2 separate regions of the Mus musculus genome follow, and region 2 is linked to region 1. Evidence: chromatin contacts called from public Hi-C data. All regions are on one chromosome and are shown on one strand. The core of a region is the stretch at or near the end of the contact, and the rest is flanking DNA. Distances in the headings are between cores, read along the strand shown.

Region 1 (4,525 bases), core at 853-3,352:
GTTTCTCTGTGTAGCCCTGGCTGTTCTGGAATTTGCTCTGTAGGCCAGGTTGGCCTCAAATTCAGAGATCCCACTGCTTGCACCTCTACCTCTGCCTCACAAGTGCTGGGGTTAAAGGCTTGCACCACCACTGCCTGGCCACTAAGAGTATTTATAGTTAACTTTGATAAGGCTACTTTCAGATGATAGCTGAGTATCCTTATATTGGTGTCAACTCCATCTATACAGACTTACAAAACCTTAAGAATCTATGCTTTATTTTTAGCTCATGAGTTACTTGGTGCTATTTATGCTGTGAGAACAGGATAAGCACAGTGTTTACTGGAAACACCTCATGGGGGATGGAGACTTTGATTTATTATCTTCTAATTTATTATTATTATTATTGTCATTTTTTTCCAAGACTGGGTTTCACTATGTACCTCTGACTGTCCACTATGTAGACCAGGCTGGCCTTGAAACTCATAGAGATCCATCTGCCTCCATGAGTGCTGGGATTAAAGACATGTGTGACCATACTCAGACTATACTTTTTAAATACAAAATGTCTTCCACAGTTATAGTCTAAAGGTTAGCCTTAAATATTTCCTCTTAAGGGACTTAGGAAAATCCTCAGGGCATGTAATGACAGTACTAACCATAACGAAAACATCTGTTAGGCACATGTAGTCTTCCTCAGAAAAACTGAACTTTGTTGAGTTTCTTAGATCAGGAAGTATTATTTATTTTTATTTTTATGGCAACTTTGAAAGAGACTCTACACAGGATGGCCAATCCATTTTGTCACTCACTCACTTGTCCCTTGAGGCAAGGTCTCATTATATAGCCCTTGCTGGCCTGAACCCTCTAAGACTTGCAGGGATCCACGAGCCTCCACTTCCTGAGTGCTAGGGTTAAAAGTCCATGTCACCACACCCGGTCTCTATTTTGTCATCATTTTGTAACAGTTTCTGACACAATAACTTCCAAATAAGTACAGGTTTTATTTTTGAGTAAGGATAGCACATAGGGCTGGCAAGATGATTCAATGCTGGCCTTAGGGCATGCTGACCTAAGTTCCATCCCCAGGACCCACTTGTGGGATCCAAGTAGTAGGAGACGAATCAACTCCTAAGAGTCGTCCGTTGACTTCCACGCGCTGAGGTGCACACTCAATAAATAAACAAATACAATTTAATCTAATTTAATCTTTTTAGAGCCAAATACTTTTCGTAAATTACCAAACTGAGCCTTTTCCTTCTCTGGTTAGTCAGTCTTTGGTCTTCTGAATTAATGAGAAAAATTTTTGAGTGTTCAGGATACTTTCATATTTTAAAATTCAAGGATTAAATATCTTATATTTTTTTGCAAGGGGCTCGAGTTGTGGCTGACTGGAAACGTCTAGGCTTATGCAGCCATGCAAGTTTATTACGAGCAATACGAACTATATTGTCTCAATTTCAGTAAGGCAATATTAGATGATTAAAATCGTTTTTGTTTTTTGTTTTTGTTTTGTTTTACCAGAAGAGACAATCAGCTCTTGAAGTGCTAGGGCTGAGTCTGCCAGAAGCACCCATTTACATTTCTGTGTTACAAAGAATGACAGGTCCTTTGCACAAGTTGGTAGTGATTCTATCAGTCATTTCTCGCACCTGTTAGGTTGAAATTATTAGCATTATTTTTTAAGCCAGAGCTGAAGACGACCGACCAGAAAGAGATGAAAATCGAATCACCACCCTAGGGACATCTGTTAATGATACTACACACTGTGCTTCTCGTCTTACAAAAATAGAACTGCAAACTGGATTTCCTAGGATGTGCTGGGTGGCCGACATTTTCCGTGGCAGGGGTTTCACACGTTCCAGATCTGAATGGATATTAAATGGCTGGGCGAAATGCCAGGTAGCCCTTTCCTGTCACATTAAACAGCAGTGAGAACGGGCGGGGTAACCCTATTCTGTTCCGGCACGGAACGCGGTGGCTCGGACCAAGGGCACGCTGACGCGCAGGTAGCCCGGAGCTGCGTCCTGGAGACGCCGCCCGCCAGCGAACAGCGCCACCGGCTTCCGCCCTAAGCGCCCAGGGCTCCGCCGGCCTCTGCGGCAGGGCCGCGGAAACCCCGTAGGAGCAGGGCGGCCGAGGAGCGCGGCGCGCGGTCGCGCTGCTGCAATATTCTTCCGCCGAAAGCAAAGAGTCCCAGACCCGTTCCCGATTCGTGGATCTCCGGGAACGCTGTAATACCAAGTAATAGTGAAATGTGGATTTTGTCATCGACTCCTGTAGGGCTTCACCTCCGGTAACAAACTCCAGGAGTACAATTTTGTGGCTTCCGAAAGGGGAATAAGGAAATTCCTCCGCGAGAAACGGGTTCCGGCCGCGAGCCTATAAAAAACGGGCGGCGCCGTCCGCCTGTCTTTTCAGTCGGGCGCTGAGTGGGTTTTCGGATCATGTCTGGTGGCTCCGCGGATTACAACAGGTACGGCGCTCCCGGGGCGGCCGGTGGCCTGTAGTCAAGGTCACTAGGACCCGCGTTGAGGTGGGTTGCTTGGCGGCCACACTGCAGGTATGCGGGCTTTTTCTTAGGGCACACACTTCTCCTTGTGCCCTTCGAGAAGCTTCCATGATGGTAAGACTCCAGATGTTGGGGAGACAGGACGGATACAAGAACGGAGTATTAAGGATGCCCTTTCTTAGGACACATTGTGACATCTTGGCTGCTGCCCCTCCCCGTACGGGATATGGCAAGCGGAGCCGTGGCGCAGACTGCTTAGGGGCGGGTAACCGGGACCCGAAGGTTTATTGGCGGCCAGTGGCGCGAGCTGGCGTTCTTAGGGTTCTGTCGAGATGGGAGATTGGACGGCCAGGGGACGATCACCCTGGACCGTGAAACGGAGCGACGGAGCCGTTGGCATGGACCTGCCTGGGCCTTTCGGCGTCAATCACGCCGGCTTGCGCAGAGTTAGGGGCGGAGCTCGGCGCGCGGAGCACTCGCGAGAGCTTCGCTTCCCAAGCGGGAGGGCCTGGTCCTAGGGCACTGAGTAAAGGGGCGTCTATACTTAGGGGTCCAAGTCCCAAGCTGTTGGGGAGGGCGAATGGCGCTTCGCAGCATTGCGGCCGGTTTTGAGGCGTTTTCAGCAGAGCACAGGGGCGCGGAGGGGAATGAGGTACGGGGTGGAAGGGCCCTTTAAGGGTCTCTGCGTGGCTTGGAAGCAGTATGTCTAACTGCAGTGTTGTTGTCAGCAGAGAACATGGCGGCCCAGAGGGAATGGACCCCGATGGTGTCATCGAGGTAAGGAGTGGGTGTGGACGTTAAAGGTTTGGAAAGGTACATTTTTTTTTCATGTCTTATTCATAGTTTCATTATTAACTTACAGAGCAACTGGAATGAAATTGTTGATAACTTTGATGATATGAATTTAAAGGAGTCCCTTCTTCGAGGCATCTATGCATATGGTTTTGAGAAGCCTTCAGCTATTCAGCAAAGAGCTATTATCCCTTGTATTAAAGGTAAAACTCTATTGCCGTTAGGATAAGTGCTCTGCACATACATGGACCGGAAAAGGGAAAGTGACCTTTGGGGAAGTACTAGCACCTGATTGTATTCCTTAAAGTGAAATGATGGCAAATCATCTTTCGGGACTGACCTGAAATGAAGAGAATACTCTTGCTGATCACTTATGTGGGCGTAACTTTATGTTCCAACTGGAATACATGGTGTATAGTAGAAGTAACGATTTGATGTGGGATCGGTAAATATGTATCCTACTTTTTTTAGGGTATGATGTGATTGCTCAAGCTCAGTCAGGTACTGGCAAGACAGCCACATTTGCTATTTCCATCCTGCAACAGTTGGAGATTGAGTTCAAGGAGACCCAAGCACTAGTATTGGCCCCCACCAGAGAACTGGCTCAACAGGTATTGATAGTGTAGTTCAAAAAACTGCTTGCGTGTTGCATAGGTTTCAGGTTTCACAACTGTGAAGAATTTAAAATTAAAACGTATAAATTGTCCTAGTCCTGTGAGAGCCCCCATTTTAATTGTCCATGCATGCAGGGAGTTTTGTTGAAAGCTAAGCAGGAAATGGGTATTGTAGGTATGACTTTAGGGATTGATTGCACCTCAACAGTTAAACCCATAGGTTTCTCAGGGTGGATTATATCTGTACCCATTTAAAATTTGGAATGCAGTTGTGCAACATGAAAACTGCAGTGACATGTTAAACATTTGACTGTCTCAGTAGTTTGTGATGCATCTGTTGCATGCTATGTTTTCAAAGCACTGCTATATTGGCTTTGAAGTAATACTTCCTGATGAAGCTGCAAGCTTTATTCGGGTCAAGATTATAAGGCTCAGTGCCTTGTGGGAAAAAATACCAATATTTGCCCTTAAAAGCATTTCACTACACAGTGGAGAATGTAGAAATTGATTATTTACGTTCCTAGTTGGTGTTTGAGGTAACAAGGTCCCAAGTTTAAAAAGAGGAGGGAGCATTAAGTTTAAGGTGAATTTTAAGCTTGAAATTAGTAAATTTTGTGCTATGCATGCA
Region 2 (4,525 bases), core at 728-3,227, about 14 Mb after region 1:
GCAGTGAACCATCTCTCTGAGGACTACTGTTTCATGTCTACAAACCATTGATATTTAAAGAAATGTATTCAGTGTCAAATTTAAAGTTCAAGGAACTTATTTTTTGTTTCCATACCCCTTACATTCAACACAGAAGAGTGATGTCAAAGAAATGTCCCCTAGCTTTCATCACTACTGTTAACTAAGCATGGTCTCCACTGTAGCCTTCATAAGCGTGCTCCTTGATCTTTAGGTTCTCCCTCCTCAGGCCCAGGACCCTGTACCACCCTTGATATTGCCCTATGCTTCTGCTCTACAATGAAGTCCATCTGAAAGCTCGGGCTCTAACACCCTCAGAATAATATCTAAACTTCTCACCTTACATTAAACTTACACTCAAACACTGCAGGATTTTGGTCCCAAAACACTGTAATCCAACCACAAACAGCTCTGGTTAACAATTATCTATACAGAGCTGCTTCTGAGGCACAATCTTGCACTTTTTGATCTGTTCACTAATTCTGGGAAGGGCTAGCAGAACTAAGGCTCTCAAGAGATTTATGATTTATACAAAGTCATACAGCAATACAAGAAAACAACGGCACCTTTAACTACTGTAACTTGAGTGTTTACAAAGTACTGGGTAACATTAACCTTTGGCATTTGCATTACTATGTCCAGATAAAGGTGTAAAATACGCAAGTTCTGACAGCCTCAGCAGTTTTGGGTCAAGGTTTCATAACAAGTTGGGTGATGGGGAAGAATCAAATCAGATCAACTATTATGCTAAAACTACTGTCTTACAGTCTACACACTAATATTAATGCATTTTCAGTTTGGCCTTATTCCCAGGGATATGAATTCTTTCTTTTCTACAGAATTTACCTGAGGGATTAAGAAAGATAATTAAGTACTAGTGCAGGACACATAGCAAGGACCAGCCCCTCCTCTCCTCTCTTTCCCAGCAACAGAGTAAACAAACTAGTCATTTCTACTTCAATGTGACACCAAATCCTACAGACATGTTCCAGTTGAATATTATTTCCATGCCTCCAGCCCCATATCCAAGAATAAGTAAGTACTTTGGTCATGCATCACTCTTCCTGATTTTCTGTATCTATCCCAGATTGGGGGGAGGGGCAGGGAGCCCCTCAAAGCTTGGAGGTTGTGGTCCAGTACTTACAGCTAGGCTGTGGGTTTTGTTGTTGTTGTTGTTTGTGTCAGGGAAAAAAAAAAAAAACTCACATCAGATGTTACCATCATGGAAGTGAGTCAGGACTGAGCCTCGTAGAATCCTGCCTGAGAAACAACAGCATGGACACTATAAAACCATGCCAGTTTCAAAGTGAACATGAGCTACTACGACTGAGTCTTTACTGATTAGTTTCAGACTCTTACTCCTCTAGCCATAGATATAAAATTTATTAAAATACCCAATCAGAGAATTACCCCCATTTTTCTTCAAAAACTGTAAATGAGGTTTATTTTAATATGTGTGTATGTACAGTCACATGTGAATCCACATGTACATGCCAGAGTGTGAGAGTACAGAGAAGTCCATTCTCTCTTCCCACCCAGAGTGTAGGTCCCATGGGTCAAACTAGTGTTCTCAGGCTTGGAGGCAGGTGCTTTTATCCACTGGGCCTTGCAGCAAACAGAGAAGCACATTTTTTTAAATCCTCTAGAAAATTACCAAATAAAAGCCCATATCCTCTAAGTCCTTCAAGCATCATGTACTGAAAAAAGGGAACACACCTCCTGACCTGTAGTTCCTCTTGCTAAAGAAGCACGCATAAACATAAGTTTGTTTGCTATATACACACCTGACTGATGAACAACATAAAGACTGCAGTAGGCAGGGCTGGGAGGAGAGCTCAGACAGTAGGCAGAACGCTTGCAGTGAAAGTCTGAGAACCTGAGCCCCATTCTACAACCCAGGTTTACAGAAGAACAAGCAGGGCATGGAGCATGTCCTCTAATTCCAGTACTGGCAAGATAGGCAGATCCCTGAGGCTCAATGACCAGCCTGCCTATCCCCTAGGCAAGTCCCATGCCAGGGAAACATAGGACTTAAAACAAACAAACAAAATACAGCATCTGAGGAACCAACACTGGAGGTTGTACTTTCCTGCATACAAACCAACAGGCATGTAACAAAAGCCACCGAATAATCAGCTCAACAAGCATACCTTTACTTGCCCACATCTCTTTTTTGATAAAAGACATCAAGTGAGAACTGCTATGAGGTGACTGATGACAACTATTCATGTGACTAAACCACTCTGTACTAAGCTGTACAGACTGCCAAGTACAAGAGAAGAGATTAGAATTGAAACCCAGTGCCCCATTCCATCTTTCCACATATAAAACCAAGGCAAAACTACTGAAGCAAAGCCATGTCAGAGAGAACACGCAAGACAGATCTTACAATGTGGGAGCAGAGAGAAAAGGAAAGATGTACAAATTCTGTGGGCAAAGCTGGACAATGATGGAACTGACATTGTCAAAAAAAGATGGGGTATCTATTCTCACTATTAAAGAAGAAAGCGGCTTAATAAATATTCCTATGTATTCACCAGAGACAAGTCTGTATAATAATACTGTCCACGTTTGACATATATGGGAATAAAGACTTATAGATACTAAGTTAACAGTATTACACTAACCCTGGATTCCATCTGAACCATGCATCTTTTCTCCAACTTACAATCTCTAGCAGCTCTAATCCAACAAATTTTTCCCATGTAGCTATGAAGTCCCCTCTTCTTAAGAAGGAATAGAAAAGAGGAGATCTTGTATTAAACGATTTAACAAGCATTAAGTGCCCGTCACATGGCTGGCATTTACTTAGCTGACCATTAACCTATTACGTTTGCTAGAAGGATCAAAGTAAATCCAATTGCAAATACGCATTTGAAGTAGGGAGAAAAAGATCCTTTTACCAATAGGCATTTCAGAACGATTTTAGGGCCATCTATTTGATAGTACAGCAATGCCCCAGCTCTGTAATGAAGGCAAGTCACACTTCAAAGGGAGTGAGAAAGGAAGGGAAGAGATATATCTATACCATTTTAAATTTCCAAATATAAGAACAAAACTGAATTCGGAGTGAAGAAGACAGGAGATAAGGACTTGGAACAAAGGAGTAAAGGAAAAACAACCAAAAGGTCTCCAAAAGCTAGGAAACAGAAGACAACTGCTGAGGGTTATGCTGGCCTGTGCTGCGCCACATTATCATTTTAACTAATGCTACCCATCAAGTGAGGATTCAGCCAAGGAAACACTAAGCACAAACAAACCCAAAGTGAAAAGACTGTTTGCCATCCTTCCTTTGACAGCAAAGTGCTTGGGACATACAAAATTAAGAAAAGGGGCAGAGATATCAGATGATGACACTTAGGGGTACAAGACAGATAGTAAGAGTCAAATCTCAGACAGCTAATTATTGACGATGGTATGCTTCTCTCTTCCTCCAAGTATAGACAATCGAAGGTACCTGCCCCTGGCCAGGACTCACTGTCGAAGATCTATCAAACGTTTCCATCAAACTTGGATAGCACTTAACCATCTTTCCCCCTCATAGGTTAAATTAAAAAATAATAAAATAAAGAGATTAAATTTAAAAATCAAAATAGGTCCAGCTGCTTTGATAAAATGCAGTGCTGTCATGAGTCATTACACAGCCCCATCCTCAAGGCTGGACAAGAAGATCACATAACTACTGCACATAAACTTCAACCAAAAACAGTAGGTCTGAGGTCCCCACACCTTTCCACACTATGCTTTCTTAATCTACCCAATCCTATTCCGCACTATTCCTGGCACTCAAGATCAAATAGATAGATAGATAGATAGATAGATAGATAGATAATATATATTATTGAAATAACTTAAGTATTATGAAAAAAGGAAGGAAGATAGAGAAAAAACAGTGAAGGAACTAGGATATTATTTCATTTCTTATACAAGGAACTCAAGGGACACTTCAAAGAAGTAAAAAAGGGGAGAAAGTCACATAGGTATTTGGGCAGTAAGGATGGCTCTTACAAAAAGGCAAGCAAACCCATCCCCACTACTCATAAGATTAAAATAAGATGGCTGCTGTGAATATGGGACAGAGGGAGAAATAGTCCCAAATCTGCAAGGCCTCCGTGTAGGACTGACTTTTCTGAGTATGGAAGGAAGATCGGGAGCACTCTGAAAGAACAATTGCCATGACCTGATGTGCTCCTTAAGAGTCATCAGCTGCCACCTACTTCTTCATAGCGCTTACCCTCTCACTTCGTCACAGTTACAGGCTTTAAATTCAAGAGTTCACTTAGGAGGATACATATATCAAAATATTAAGTAAATATTGAAATCTCAAAAAGTCACATTTTATTCTGTCCAATTTCCAAACTACTTTCCTAATGCAAATGGCTTCAGTTTAACTGGATATTAGAAAATAGATGATATCTAACAAACATGACAGCAACAGTTATATATTTCATGACTGTACCTATCATAAAAACAAATTAGTTCATCCCTTAACAATTCATTGTACAAC

What was found. A called contact is a pair of places that touch in the nucleus more often than the background predicts.
Region 2: a Hi-C map of rod photoreceptor shows a contact between it and region 1, with 29 times the contacts expected there. The contact joins the enhancer-like site here to the promoter of Eif4a2 in region 1. A contact is called at or near these places in 2 of 484 Hi-C or Micro-C datasets (retina and rod photoreceptor) and 1 of 9 other capture datasets (liver).

The regions. Positions count from the first base shown.
Region 1 is chr16:23,105,366-23,109,890 of GRCm38.p6, forward strand. It overlaps Eif4a2 (eukaryotic translation initiation factor 4A2), which reads left to right and starts at 2,103. Exons shown (of 11, transcript NM_013506.3): 1 at 2,103-2,455; 2 at 3,223-3,268; 3 at 3,354-3,486; 4 at 3,755-3,894. The coding sequence starts at 2,427. It overlaps Snord2 (small nucleolar RNA, C/D box 2), which reads left to right and starts at 3,588; the gene lies at 3,588-3,655.
Region 2 is chr16:37,524,659-37,529,183 of GRCm38.p6, forward strand. All of the region lies in intron 2 of Gtf2e1 (general transcription factor II E, polypeptide 1 (alpha subunit)), which reads right to left. Among named protein-coding and RNA genes, the nearest start is that of Gtf2e1, 13 kb to the right of the region's middle. Within about 2 kb of position 1,978, at least 7 of the 459 cell types and tissues checked have an H3K27ac peak or open chromatin away from gene starts, as enhancers often do. A contact at or near this core is called in liver and rod photoreceptor, where this site is marked.